2 separate regions of the Sus scrofa genome follow, and region 1 is linked to region 2. The links are chromatin contacts, called in public promoter capture Hi-C maps. All regions are on one chromosome and are shown on one strand. Each heading gives the region's core, a stretch centred on a gene start, on an enhancer-like site or on the middle of the called end of the contact. The rest is flanking DNA. Distances are from core to core; before and after follow the strand shown.

The links. Promoter capture Hi-C pulls out the DNA fragments that hold promoters and counts their contacts.
Region 1: a contact with region 2 is called in a promoter capture Hi-C map of fetal liver, with 5 times the contacts expected there. The contact joins the promoter of LOC100626048 here to the promoter of LOC102158906 in region 2. A contact is called at or near these places in 2 of 5 promoter capture datasets (fetal liver and liver) and 1 of 47 Hi-C or Micro-C datasets (embryonic fibroblasts).

Annotation. Positions count from the first base shown.
Region 1 is chr6:58,014,547-58,021,722 of Sscrofa11.1, reverse strand. It overlaps LOC100626048 (vomeronasal type-1 receptor 4), which reads left to right and starts at 4,461. Exons shown (of 5, transcript XM_013998724.2): 1 at 4,461-5,768. It overlaps LOC100737585, which reads left to right. Exons shown (of 14, transcript XM_013998720.2): 14 at 1-1,187. The coding sequence ends at 900.
Region 2 is chr6:57,125,237-57,131,915 of Sscrofa11.1, reverse strand. It overlaps LOC102158906 (protein ZNF738-like), which reads left to right and starts at 2,641. Exons shown (of 8, transcript XR_002345350.1): 1 at 2,641-2,785.

The DNA of each region.
Region 1 (7,176 bases), core at 3,212-5,711, 890 kb before region 2:
CTCCATACAGGAGAGAAGCCCCACCGGTGCAATCTGTGTGGGAAAGCCTTCTTCAGGAAGTTCAAGCTCACTGAGCATCAGAGAACCCACACAGGGGAGAAGCCTTATGAATGCACGGAATGTGGCAAGGCCTTTCTCAAGAAATCAGGGCTCAACGTACATCAGAAAACCCACACGGGGGAGAAACCATTCGTATGCAGTGACTGTGGCAAGGGCTTCATCCAGAAGGGGAATCTCATGGTCCATCAGCGGATTCACACTGGCGAGAAACCCTACATATGCAACGAATGTGGGAAAGGCTTCAGCCAGAAGACGTGCCTCACGGCGCACCAGCGATTTCACACGGGAACGACGCCCTTCGTGTGCGGCGAGTGCGGAAAAACGCTTTCCCAGAAGACGGGTCTCATCAAGCATCAGAGGACTCACACAGGAGAGAAACCCTTTGAATGCCGTGACTGCGGAAAAGCCTTCATCGAGAAGCCTCAGCTCGTCATCCACCAGAGAATCCACACGGGGGAGAAACCCTATCGATGCAGCGACTGCGGGAAGTCATTCAGAGGGAAGTCGGTCCTCAACAAGCACCAGAAAACTCACTCGGTCAAGGTGGAACATGGCCCCGCAGGGGGTCACAGGGCATCCCAGAGCAGCGTGGTCCTCCAGGAGAAAAGCCTCAATACGGTGACAATGCGCCTGCCTCCCCTGGCCCCTCAGCCGTCTGTCCACATCAGCGGGCTCCTGGCGAGTCGGAATGTGGTCCTGGTGGGACAGCCTGTGGCCAGATGCGCCCCTGCCGCGGATAACAGAGGCTTTGCCCAGGACAGAAATCTCGTGAGTGCGGTGAATGTGGTTGTGCCTTCAGTGGTCAATTATATTTTATTTTATGTCACAGAGAACCAGTAGGAAGAAACTCAGACATTCTCTGAGGAAAGGGACCGAGCACAAACCTGTAGCTCGTGTGTGGCTGAAAAGTATATACTGAGAGAAATTGTGTAAATGATGAGATGGGGAACGTGTGTTGTACACTCATCCTAGTAAACATGTGCATTGATTGAAACCTGTTGATCACATATTGATACAGAAGCATAATCTGCTGTGAACCCACACACATCAGTTGCTGTATTGTGTCAAATTAAATAAATGAGGATGCCCCAGTTGAACTAGGTGGAGGAATAAAGGTGAAGAGTTTTTTTGGTTTGTTTTTTGTTTCTGCTTCCCCCCACACACACACCCATGGCATGCAGAAGTTCCTGGGCCAAGGGTCAGATTGGTGCCACGATAGTAGCCAGAGCCACAGCAGTGACAGTCCTTAACCTGCTAAGCCACCAGAGAACTCCAAGGTGAAGTTTTTTTTCTTGTGTTTTTTTTTTTTTAGGTCCACACCCACAGCATATGACGTTCCCAGGCTAGGGGTCCGATCAGAACTTCAGCTGCTGGCCTGTGCCACAGCCACAGCCACAGCCACATGGGATCCAAGCCGTGCCTGCGATGTGGACACACAGCTCACGGCAACGCTGGATCCCCAACCCACTGAGTGAGGCTAGCGATCAGACTCACATTCTCATGGGTCCTGGTCGGATTCGTTTCTGCTGTGCCACAGCGGGAACGCACAAGGTGTTTTTAAACAATGTGATTTGTATGTGGGAGGTTGCTGTGAGTGAAAAACCACAAGAGAGCTGATACTGGATTGGTGGGCTGTGAGGGTGTATAGATCAGTTTCCCCAGGCCAAAGCGAAGGGTTAATTGGAAATGGAGCTGCTTCCTTAAACTTGCATAAGTTTGTATATGGAACTTCGGAAACAGCAGTCAGTTTGTTTATTTACAGAAAAAACATTTCTATACTTGGTACTTGGTTCTGTTCCAGAAGCTAAGGATATCGTGGTGGTCCAAACAGAGAAAGCTCCTGGTCTCCTGGAGAGACCACTGAGGTAGCTGGTGTCTCTACACTCAAGCTAATTTAATTAGAGCATGTAAGTATTTAAGTGAAATGGATGTGGAGTAATTAGTTCAAGGGAATATGACAATTTTATTATTATTATTATTATTTTCTTTTTCTGGCTACACCTGCAGCATATGGAAGTTCCTGGGCCAGGGGCCGAATTGGAGCTGCAGCTGTGGCCTATGCTCCAACCACCGCAACACCAGATCTGAGCCATACCTGCGACCTCTGCTGCAGCTTGCGGCAATGCCAGATTCTTAACCCACTGAGTGATGCCAGGGATCAAACCTACATCCTCACAGAGACAGTGTCGGGTCCTTAACCCACTGAGCCACAATGGGAAACTCCACAATTTATCGTTGAAGGAGCATATTATTTGGGGGATTGGGGAAGGGCTCTTAATAATGGTATTTAAGCAGGATAGAACACAAAGAAGTGCGTCTGGGCAGTGTGGGAGCTCAAACCTGAGACACAGCAGCGACCTGAGCCACTGCAGTGACCGTGCCAGATCCTTAGCCCTTTGCGCCACAAGGGAGCTCTAAGAAGATTGATTAATTTATAGTCTTTTTTAGGGCTGCACCTGGGACAAATGGAGCTTCCCAGGCTAGGGGTCAAATCAGAGCTGTAGCTGCTGGTCTACGCCACAGCGTGTGGGATCTGAGCTGCATCTCTGACCTACACCACAGCTCATGGCAACACTATCCTTAACCCACTGAGTGAGGTCAGGGATTGAACCTGCGTCCTCGTGGATACTAGTCAGTCGTTTCCACTGAGCCATGATGGGAACTTCCAAAAAGTTCTTTTTAAAATGCCTATTTGTTATCGCCATAAGGCGATTATAAATTCCTTCATTTAACAACTTTACTGAAATTTTAACATTTAAAAACATTGAACACCAGTGAAAAAGTCAGTTCCCCAGTTGCAGTAGTCCGATTTCAAGTGCTCAACAGTGGCTGCAGAATTGGGCAGCACAGACAATGAGCGAAATGATGAGACAGTGGGAGAATTCTCTACCCGAATTTCCATTGTACCAGAAAGTTATCCTGGAGAATGATGGTTTCCAAGGTTTTGTATTTCCCAGCCCACAGTGGATAAAAGAAAAAACCCAAACCGTTATCATATATACTGGAGAGGGAATGAATAAACGCATGGGCCCATCAGCGTGTCTTCAGCCACTGGAGGGAAAGACAATTCTAAAGCCCAGAATTGACAGTGCAACCTGTTTGGTGTCAGAGAGCTTTAACTGATGATAAAGAGACAAAGCAGACAAGGACAATGATGCCTAGCATAAATAAAGCCAAAGCAAAACCAGAGCCTTAGTCTTTGAGAACGGTGGAGAGCTGGAGGAGGTGAGATCTTTCTGGAATGTCTTGGAGATGAAACCTGAATTTTGTCCACAGGCCTAACATCTGTGAAGAGTTGCCGTTTAAGGATCCCGGCTCCTCTGTGACCGGCTGCATTGAGACAGGTGACTTCTGTTGAATTCATTTCTTCCTACTGGCCTCGAAGTGGGGTCTTCGCTCTCTCCTGTACCCCTTTTTCTTTCCCGTGATCCCATGAGGACGTGAGATCCCAGCTACAGTGAGTCCCATCCATAGGAAAGGAAACGGGAATTTGCCATGCTATGGCCAACCCAGAATTCAGTTGAAATCCTGGCTGTGGGTGATGTACTCCTCCAGGAATATTTTAATGCACCATCACTGCGCAAGTCACTGAGTCACACATCGAGGCAACATCAGTGAACAGGCAGGGGAACAGCTTTTATGGTGGTCCGTACAATCCAGTGAAGGAAAACAAGAGTAAGTAGATCCTAAAATGTCCAGGAAATGATAAAAGCTATGAGGAGAAATAAAATCTAGGAATAGATAGAAATTTAGGGTAATCTCTAGGTAGGAACGGAGGAGATTTCCCTCTCCTCAAGGAAGGGCTTTTCAGGATATAATCTGGGCCAAGACGGAAGTACTGAGGGACTCACCCATCATAATATTTGAAACCAGGACTTCCCGTTGTGGCTCAGTGGTTAACAAATCCGACCAGGAACCATGAGGTTGCGGGTTCGATCCCTGGCCTTGCTCAGTGGGTTAAGAATCCGGCGTTGCCATGAGCTGTGGTGTAGGTCGCAGATGCGGCTCGGATCCCATGTTGCTATGGCTCTGGCGTAGGCTGGCGGCTACAGCTCCGATTCGACCCCTAGCCTGGGAACCTCCACATGCCATGGGAGCGGGCCAAGAAAAGGCAAAAAGACAAAAAAAAAAAAAAAAAAAATTGAAATCAGAGAATATTTCAGGACTATTTCTATGATTGTCTATGACATGCTTCCTGCCTAGGAGAAATTTATTAAAAAAATTTTTTTTTTCCTCTTTAGAGCCACACAGGCAGCATATGGAGGGTCCCAGGCTAGGGGCTGATTCAGAGCTGCAGCTGCCAGCCTACACCACAGCCACAGCCATGCCAGATCCAAGTCTGTCTGTGACCTACGCCACAGCTCTTGGCAACGCTGGATCCTAACCCACCAAGGGAGGCCAGGGATGGAACCAGCACTCTCATGGATACTAGTGAGGGTCTGAGCCACACAACAGGAACTCCCTAATTGGCTTTTTGACGGCTATAGACTGCTCTGCTGAAAGGATGTGTTTAAATTACCGTACTATTCATCTGCTGATTGAACATTCAGGTTATTCCTAGTTTTAAAAAATTTCACCAAAATTTTTTGTGGTTAATATAGAAAGTTTGCTTTTGACAAAGATTCTTAACATTGGACTATCTAGACCAACAAGAATGAAAAATTTAAATTATAATTCTAAATTGACCTCTAGAAAGGAAGTACAAAAACAAAACAAAAAATAAAAAGGACTTATAGATTATATCCTCTACTACCCCCTTGGATGCATCAAATGACGGCTAATGTTTCTTAAATGTGTTTATTTTGAGAATGATGCCAATCTAATAGCATGGCCATCTCTTAATTACTCTGAAATACCCCTTATTTTTTTAAGGAAATATTTGCATATATTTGAAGCTTCACTCCTCCCCTTTCCCTAGAGAGGTAGCCACATTCCCAGGCCTGTGGCCCTTGCTCTTCACAAAGTCAGAGTCTCAGCATCGCCCCACCCCTCAATAGGTCTGTAACCAACAGACCTGTTGAGACTTGCGGTACTCATCCCCGTCCCCGCTCTACTTCATTGCCAAATTTCACCAGGACTTAAAGTCACAAGCGTTTTTTCACACTGTCTGGTCGCTGCTTTTACAACTTGTGTCGGCTCCTGCAAACTTCGATGATGGGCCAACGGCTCGTCTTAACACTGGCTCTTGGCAGCGGGGTTGGGGCTGCTCTCTGCCGTACGGAACTGTACTTCCTGTAAAATGGCCGCCTCCATGATGCTTTCTCATCACTGCGCGCGGGCGCCGCCATCTCTCCGTTTTGTCCAAAAGACGAAACAGACTCCGGCCTGCGCCGCCACGGCCTTGGATAGGGTCCAGCCTTTAAAAGATCATTCATCAAAGTGCTGCTGATCAACAATGAGGAGGGAAAGGCGAGGAGGTGGCCAAAAGTGATTTCAACTCCTGTTCCGAGCCGTAGCCTCCATAGGTACCGCTTCCGCCATGATCGCTGAGATGGGCGTGGTCACGTTACGTCATAGAGGTGGGCGCGAGCCCCGAACTCCAGCACCCCGAAACCGTCTGAGGACGCACCGGACCAGAAGCGTCCCTAGCGACAGGGAGAGAGGGGGCTTGGGCGCCACAGCACAGGAAATCATTTGGCATGGGAATCATTTTGGAAGCGATTTCAGTCTTTGGTAGCTGCCCGGAGTCTTGAGAATCCCAGCATCAGGTGGGTCAGCGTCTGCACGTGTGTCCAGAGTGAGGGGCCTGTGAGGCCAGTGAGAGGCCTTCTGGGGCTTTCTTTGGGTTCAGTCACTGGGGAGGTCTTGGCTTTAGTAATAGGCCCCTTGGCGGTCAGTGTTATTAAGCGGATGACGAGATAAACCACTAGCGGTCTGGTGAGTGTGTCAGTGTGTCAGTGAAACCAGCCCTCCTAAAACCGAGTTCGCCTGCCAAGTTTATCACTAACCTCTCTAAAACTTTATTCTTTTTCTCGTCCTTCCCCTGTTCCCCTCAGGATTGAGGAGTATCAAAGAAAAGGGGGGATTGAACCCCAGCAGGACCCTGCAGGGCCCTCCTGGGTGCAAAAGCCCCCTGGTCCTCTATTTCTCTTTCTTTTTTTGCATTAAAGTATAGCTGATTTACAAAGCTGTTCGTTTCCGGTGTACAGCCTAGTGACTCAGTTATATAGCTCTTCTCTTTTGTATTCTTTTCCATTATGGTTTATTACAGGATATTGAATCTAGTTCCCTGGGCTCTACAGTAGGACCTTATTTCTTTTCTACCCCCTACCCCGTTTGTAGAAAAAGTCTTTGATCTATTAAGCCTTCTCGAGTTCCCAAGAGCAAAGTATTTAAGGATGTGAGGGAACGTGGAAACAAAGGAAAAGCGGGCCAGAAACAATAGTTCCCCGAGTCCTTGTTCCTCCTCACGGGTGTACAGAACAATCTGATGCCTGTCTTTCCGTTGTTATGCAGAAACTAAGACACCTGCCAGGGTGGAGTATGGTACCTCCTCACTGACCACAGGCACGTAGACAGATTGGAACCGGTGGGTCAATGATGAAGTTTCCTGAACCACCACCCTGTTTACCTCCCCACCAAACCTCACTCCCAACCGATGGGGAGAAAGCCATGTCCGCCCTGCCTCCCTCACCACAAATGTTACCTTTAAAAATCTTTCCGGGAGAACCATCAGGGATTTCAGGTCTTTTGAGTATGAGCTCCCTTTTCCCCAGGGCCCCGCAGTTAATGCTGGATTTTCCTTTACAACAACCCAGGGGTCAGTCAATTGGCTTTTCTGGGCAGTGGGTGAGCCAAGCCCAGTTTGGTTTGGTGACAGTTTCTGCTCGTGGGGCTCAGTGATGAAGAACTGGACTGGCAGGTGGATTTGAGTGCATTTGGTGTCCAGGTGTGCGACTTCCTGTAGGACTCAGATGAGGAGAAGCCCGGGGGAAGGGGTTTCTGGTTCAGATCTCATATTTAACTTGAAGTCAGTCTGGGTTTTCATTTTGCGCATTTGTTTGGTGGAGGAGGCTAGTGTATGTGGAGCGGCACGAGGCTGGAGCTTTTGAGACCCAGGGTCCCTGGAGAGTAGGTAGGTTGAGGTTCACATGTAGACTCTTGGGCACAGACTTG
Region 2 (6,679 bases), core at 1,392-3,891:
GGTTAAGGATGCGGGGTTGCCGCGGCTTCCCTGGCTCGGGAAAAAAATAAATTACGATAACCCCCGTACCAGCTCTCCGCCTCAAATAAATCCAAGCATTCCCTTTTGTGTTTAAAATTGCTCTTAGGCGGGTCCCTGCCCTTGGCTTTAATGCGTTGGGTCCATGTAGAGGCCGCCTTTTGGACATTTTCCTGCTTAAAACTGCTCCCTGGCCCATGTAGTCCTCTGGGCGAAGAGAACCTGCGCCCCCACCTCGACCCGGGAGGCAGCTCCAGCCGCCTGGCTCCCTGGAGAGGCCTCGTCCTCGCCTTGGTCCTGGGATTCTGGAGCCCGCCCTCTCTTGAGACACCATCCCTGCAGCCCCTCTGTCCTCGCGGCTCCGCAGGCCACCCCTCACCTTCCCTACACCTCGTGTAGGGGGAGGTGACCTGGGCCAGATGTATGACACCCAGCGTTCTGTCCCACATTCCCACCTCGCTGGAAAATGGCCAACGGAACATAGTGCTGGAGAGAACGAGAAGAACTGATAATGAGAGCAAAGGAAGGAAGAGAGCAGGAAGCATAGCCACCTGGGGTGCCAAAGAGTGAGGAGGGAGGAAGTGTAACTGGGATAGAAGGGGTGTAACCCGAAAGGCAAAAGGGGACTAGAGAGGGAGGTAGGAAAAGGCAGACACATAGGGACATTTCGGACAATCAGAAAGGTTGGGAGCAAGAGCAACTAGAGGAGAAACGTTGCAGAGTGAGGCAGGACAGGTGTGAAGGAAGAAATAGGGCAGAAATAGCAGGCGAGCAGAGAGGAACAAAAAGAGACAGAAGTAGGGAGATAAACAGAATGAAATGGAAACACATTGTAATGCAGGTGGATTGCAGAGTAATGCAAGATGGATCCAGGTAGGTGGTGTGTTGTTTGGATATGGATGATCAATATTAAACTGTGATACTTGTGATTTCCTTGATGGCCTAGAGCTTGAGGATTTGGCATTGTTACTGTGGTGGCTCTGGTTAGATCCCTGGCCTGGGGACTTGCGCACGCCACAGGCGCAGCCAAAAACAAAAACAAAACCCATAAGATCACCTGTCCCATTCATTTCTCATTGTGTTGGAAGTTTGGCCAGGGCAATTTCAACTGGCATGGGAATTGGAAAGACAGACATAACACTATGCTTGAAGATGATGCATACGTGATGAATCAAACATCTGGAAACACAAAAGATAGAAAACCTACAACAAATAAACCAGGGAGATCATAGAATATAAATATTTAAAAAACAGCGTTTGTAGGTACAAAACCCAATCATTTACAAGTTACAGTGCAGAGAACTATAATTAGAAAAGCATAACCTGAAATGAAATAAACCAATTGTGAGTAAATCTAATAAAAACTTGTAAAACTTATGTGAGAAAAACTATAAACATTCCTGAAATATATGCAATATGTATAAACAAATGGAAAACCACATCATATCCTGGGTAAAAAAACCCTCAACATTATGATGAGGTCAGTTTTCAAAGCTAATTTATAAACTTAATCTGTTCCTGATATAGGCACTCAATTTTGTGTGTGTTTTGTTGTTGTTTGGTTGTGCCTAAGGCACGTGGAATTTCCTGGGCTCGGGATGGAACCAAGCGCCACAGCAGCGGTTCCGGCCACAGCGGTGACAATGCCACTGCTTAACCCACTGTGCCACAAGGGAACTCCGACACTCAGTTTCTGAAGCCTGCAATGTTACAGAAAAATCATACAGAATAAAGAAAAAGAACAGCCACAAGAGAAGAGGGCGCGGCTATCCGTAGGAGACATTTCTGATTGAGAGAGATCAGTGACATTAAAAATTGAGAAACATACCATAGTGCATATGAGAAGTTAATAAGCAGCAAAACCTACAGCAGAGATGTTGGTATTTGGGAAATGGAAATTCCTATCACAATGACAATAAATGGTCTTATTCGTCATATACTGTGACGAGATACAGGTCAAAGGGTAAAGAAAAATTAAAATGTTTGCATTATTTAATAGCGGTATTCTCAAAAGCCTGACTGTAGTCAATTGCTTGCTCGTGTCTCCAAAGGAGTTCCTCAGACAATGACAGGTTTGGGGTTGAAAGTTTTCCCAGTGATTTCTTATGCCTCCAAGTGTATGGGGAACAGAAGGGAAAGTTATGTTCTGAAGAAAAGGAGTATAACATTGCAAATTCCGCACAGAAACAATTTTGCACTTCCTGCCACGCTCGGATTTCCATCAGCCACTCTAAAATTGAGGCTTTCGCTTCATTAAATAAGGAGCCACAACTGCCCCGTGTCTCAGAAATTCCCGGATCCAGCCCCGCCCCCCAACTTCGTGCCGCGCCCCCAGGTCCCAGCGGTCCCCCTGGTCGCAGCCTCGCGGCTCCGAGCATCCGCGTCTTCTCCGCTCGGTGTTTTCAGCCAAACCGTTCTCAACTCTCCGGTTCCAACATTAGTGGCCCGCGCGTCTCTAATTCTGCACATGGCCTGGTTCTAAAGGACACGAGACCCATTCACAGGATCCAAAGCAGAGAAGCAGAGCCTCTCCGAGAGAAAAAGGCCAGACCTGCCGCCCACCAGCAACCTCGCTGCCCCGCCCTGCCAACGACCCAGACGCGCCCCTGGCGGCCCTGCCCTGGTGCGCACGCGCGGGTCGCTTAGACCCGGAAGCGGTTCCTGAGAAACGACGGGCGCACGGGGGCGTGTGCGTCTCGGAATTTTGGTTCGTTACCGCGCTATGCGCAGGCCCTGCTTCTCCACACCCAGCTTGCGGGGTCTCTCGGTAAGTTATATTCCCTGAAGGCGCCGGCGCTTAGGTTCCTCCCTTTTCGGCTCTCGCGGCGACGCCGGAAGACTTCGTGTGTCGGGAGTCTGGGTCTGACGCTGGTAAAAATCACTCCCGCGCAGGCCGGCCCCGGTGTTCTGCCTTCGGTCCGTATAGAAACTCACCTCGGGCGGCCTGTTTGCTTCTGGACCCTTTCTCAAACCTTTGTCTGACTGCCGATTCAGCAGCCCCCACCCCCACCCCTCCGCCCAGTTCCACCCTGTAACGACCTCACTCGGGAGATGCGTAAGCGCCCGACTTCTCCTTCCAGGGAGAGCAGAGAGGGATACAGAGGTAGATATATATGCAGTGAGTGAGACGTCAGAACCTGTGGGGAGAAACAGCGACAGGGATGGAAACAGATTGGGACCACACAGTCTGCTGGAGGAGGAGGACTAGAGAGGGAGGGAGACAGAATGAAGAGTAGAAACAAAGGAGAGAAGCAGAAGGACCCAGAGAGACGTATATAGAGAACCAAGCACATAATGGTGGGGAGAGGGGGGAACCCAAATCCAGGGTCATCAGTATCGAGTTGATTAAATCTGGAGAATTAAGCTGTGACGAACTAACTAGGGTCTCTGTAAGCTAATTTATTTAAAATTTGTTTACTTCTTACAAGTACGCAGAAGAGAATGACCGTTGCAACAGTCGGTATTTGAGAGATCTCCATTTTCGAATAATTGCTTCAGATGATGACTTCATTTGCAACCCAAATGCCTCTGGAGGGCGGAGACTTAGCTCAGTCTGTTCCAGGTCATTCTCTTCCCTTCCAAGAAATGGGGGAAGAATTTCTGTCATCAGATAATGCAACTGATTGGTTATCACGTATGTAGCTGCTTGTTGTGGGATCTCAGTTCCCAAACCAGGGATTGAACCTCAGGTTGAGCAGTCAGTCCTAACCACTAGTCCACAGGGGAGCTCCCCCACATGGTGCTTTTTAAAACCGCCTTTATTTTTTAAAATATATTTTATGGAAGTATTGTTGATTTACAGTGTTGTGTTAATTTCTGCTGTACTGCAAAATGATTCAGCTATACATACATATACATTTTTGAAAGAAATAGTCTTTTCCATTATTTTCTTTTTTTAGGGCAGCATCCATGGCAAATGGAGGTTCCCAGGCTAGGGGTCGAATTGGAGCTGTAGCCACTGGCCTACTGCCACAGCCACAGCAATGTGAGATCTCAGCTGTGTCTGCAGCCGACACCACAGCTCACCGCAATGCTGGATCCTTAACCCACTGAGTGAGGCCTGGGATCGATCCTTCACCTTCATGGATGCTAGTCAAATTCACTTCCGCTGGGCCACGACGGGAACTCCTCCATTATGGTTTATCATAGGACATTGAATGTAGTTCTCTGTGCCATTGTTTAACTCTTCCGTGTGTAGTAGCTCACGCCTGCTAACCCCGACCTCCCTCTCCACTCCGCTCCCAACCTCCCTCCCCTTTGGCAGCCACAAGTCTGTTCTCTTTGTCCATGAGTCTGTTCCGTAGATAGGTTCATTTCTGTCATTTTCGATTCCACATATAAGTCATATCATAGGGTATTTGTCTTTCTAACTTATTTCACCAGTACCTAGTTTAACCCGTTTCATATTTGGTAGCTTCTTTTTTCCTTTAAGTGATCTGCTAAATGAGTGAGCTCTAAGCTGAAGTGTCCAACTAAGTAGACTTTCCCCTCACGTCCCCTCTCTGCTTTCTGTGCAGATGTTGAGGGATGGCCTGGATTCCTTACTGACTGGGTTCTTGAACTTTTTATTTATTTTTTATTTTTTTTGTCTTTTCTCGGGTTGCACTTGTGGCATATCGATTTTCCCAGGCTAGGGGTCCAGTCAAAGCTGTAGCTGCCGGCCTACACCTACAGCCACAGCCACACGGGATCTGAGCCACATCTGTGACCTACACCACAGCTCACGGCAACTCCAGATCCTTAACCCACTGAGCAAGGCCAGGGACTGAACCCGAAACCTCGTGGTTCCTAGTCGGATTCGTTAACCACTGCACCACGACGGGAACTCCTTCTTTTTTTTTTTTTTTTTTTTTGGTTCTTGAACTCTTTTAATCAGTAGAAATTGATAACAAAAGAGTTCCTGTTGTGGCTCAGCAGTAACGAACTCAGCTAGTATCCATGAGGACTTGGGTTCCATCCCTGGTCCCGCTCAGTGGGTTGAGGATCCAGTGAGCTGTGGTGTAGGTCACAGATGAGGCTCAGATCTGGTGTTGCTGTGGCTGTGGTGTAGGCCGAAGCTTCAGCTTGGATTGGCCCCCTAGCCTGAGAACTTCAATATGCTGCGTATGTGGCCCTAAGAAGACAAAACAACAACAACAACAACAAAAAAACCAAGAAAGGCAGGGGCATAGGCCCAGAGATAGAGGCCTCCTTTTCTGTCCCTGTCTTTCTCACTGTATCGTGGATAAACCATAAGTTTGTGTCATCCTTTTATGGTTTCCCATCCCCTTCCGGACAGAAATCTAGGCTGTTGCGTCTCCGGCAGGGCGCTCTGGGGCGGGGGTGGCCCTCCAGAGTTGCTGCCGGTGAACAAGAGGGACAGACTTCCATGTCACCCAGGCACTGGCTGCTGGCCGCCCAGGGAGGAGCCCAGCAGGTGGAGGAGGTGGTTCCTTGGCTGAGCGCGGGGGGCGAAAGGCCAGTGAGGTGCAGGAGCCCGGGGGCTTGGGCAGCAGGGCAGGGCTTCCTGAAGGAAGGGCTGAGCCCTCACCGGGTGGTCTCCGTGGAAGAGTTCATCGCTCCCGCACCCTCCTCTTCCCTTGGCAGCAGAGGGCTGTCTTCCCCCTTTGCTGAGGTGCCCCTGGTGTCACTGTGGCAGAGCAGAGGGCTCTGCTGATGCTGAACGTTAAGTGGTATATTTGGTCACAGAATAATCTTCCTTGAAGAATCCTGCGAGAAGCTCAGAGAAGGAGGAAAGAAGAAGGAATGGAGCTTTCAGAGGTAACAAGCATATTATTTGTTGATCTCTTATTCTTTTACTAAAATGACGCAATTTGGACTTGTTTTTCTGCTCTGTTGTCTGTTTGTTTGTTTGTTTTGTTTTTTGGCTTTTTAGGGCTGAATCGAGGCATATGGAAGTTCCCAGGCACAATGAAAAAGAAAACATCCTGGTTTTTTTGTTTGTTTGTTTGTTTTTTGTTTTGTTTGTTTGTTTTTTTTTTTTTTAAGGCCACACTTGCGACATATGGAGGTTCCCAGGCTAGGGATCCGATTGGACCTGCAGCTGCTGGCCTACACCACAGCCGCAGCAACTGGGGATCCCAGCCATGTCTGTGATCTACACCACAGCTCATAGCCATACCAGATCCTTAACCCACTGAGCAGGGCCAGGGATTGAACCTGTGTCCTCTTGGATACTAGTAACCCGGGAATGCCTATCTCGTGATCCTGGGTGGAAGACTTAGAGTGGTTATGATGGCAATATTTGCCAAAGTGATATAAAAATTCAAAGTAATCCCCTTCACAATCCCAGCAGCCTTTTTTATACAAGTGAGAACCTGAACTTATAATTCACATGGATTTGGTTCGGACCCCAAATACCCAAAGTAAATGTGAAAAGTACAGAATTGGAGGGCTTACCCTCATAACCTCAAACCTGACTGCAAAGCAGGGTTAAACAAAACTGCAGTTCCAGGAGTTCCCCTCATGGCTCAGCGGAAACGAATCTGACTAGCATCCATGAGGATGCAGGTTCGATCCCTGGCCTTGCTCAGTAGGTTAAGTATCTGGCGTTGTCGTGAGCTGTGTTGTAGGTCGCAGACACAGCTCAGATCGGGCATGGCTGTGTCTGTGGCGTAGGCCAGTGGCTACAGCCTTGATTCCACCCCTAGCCTGGGAACCT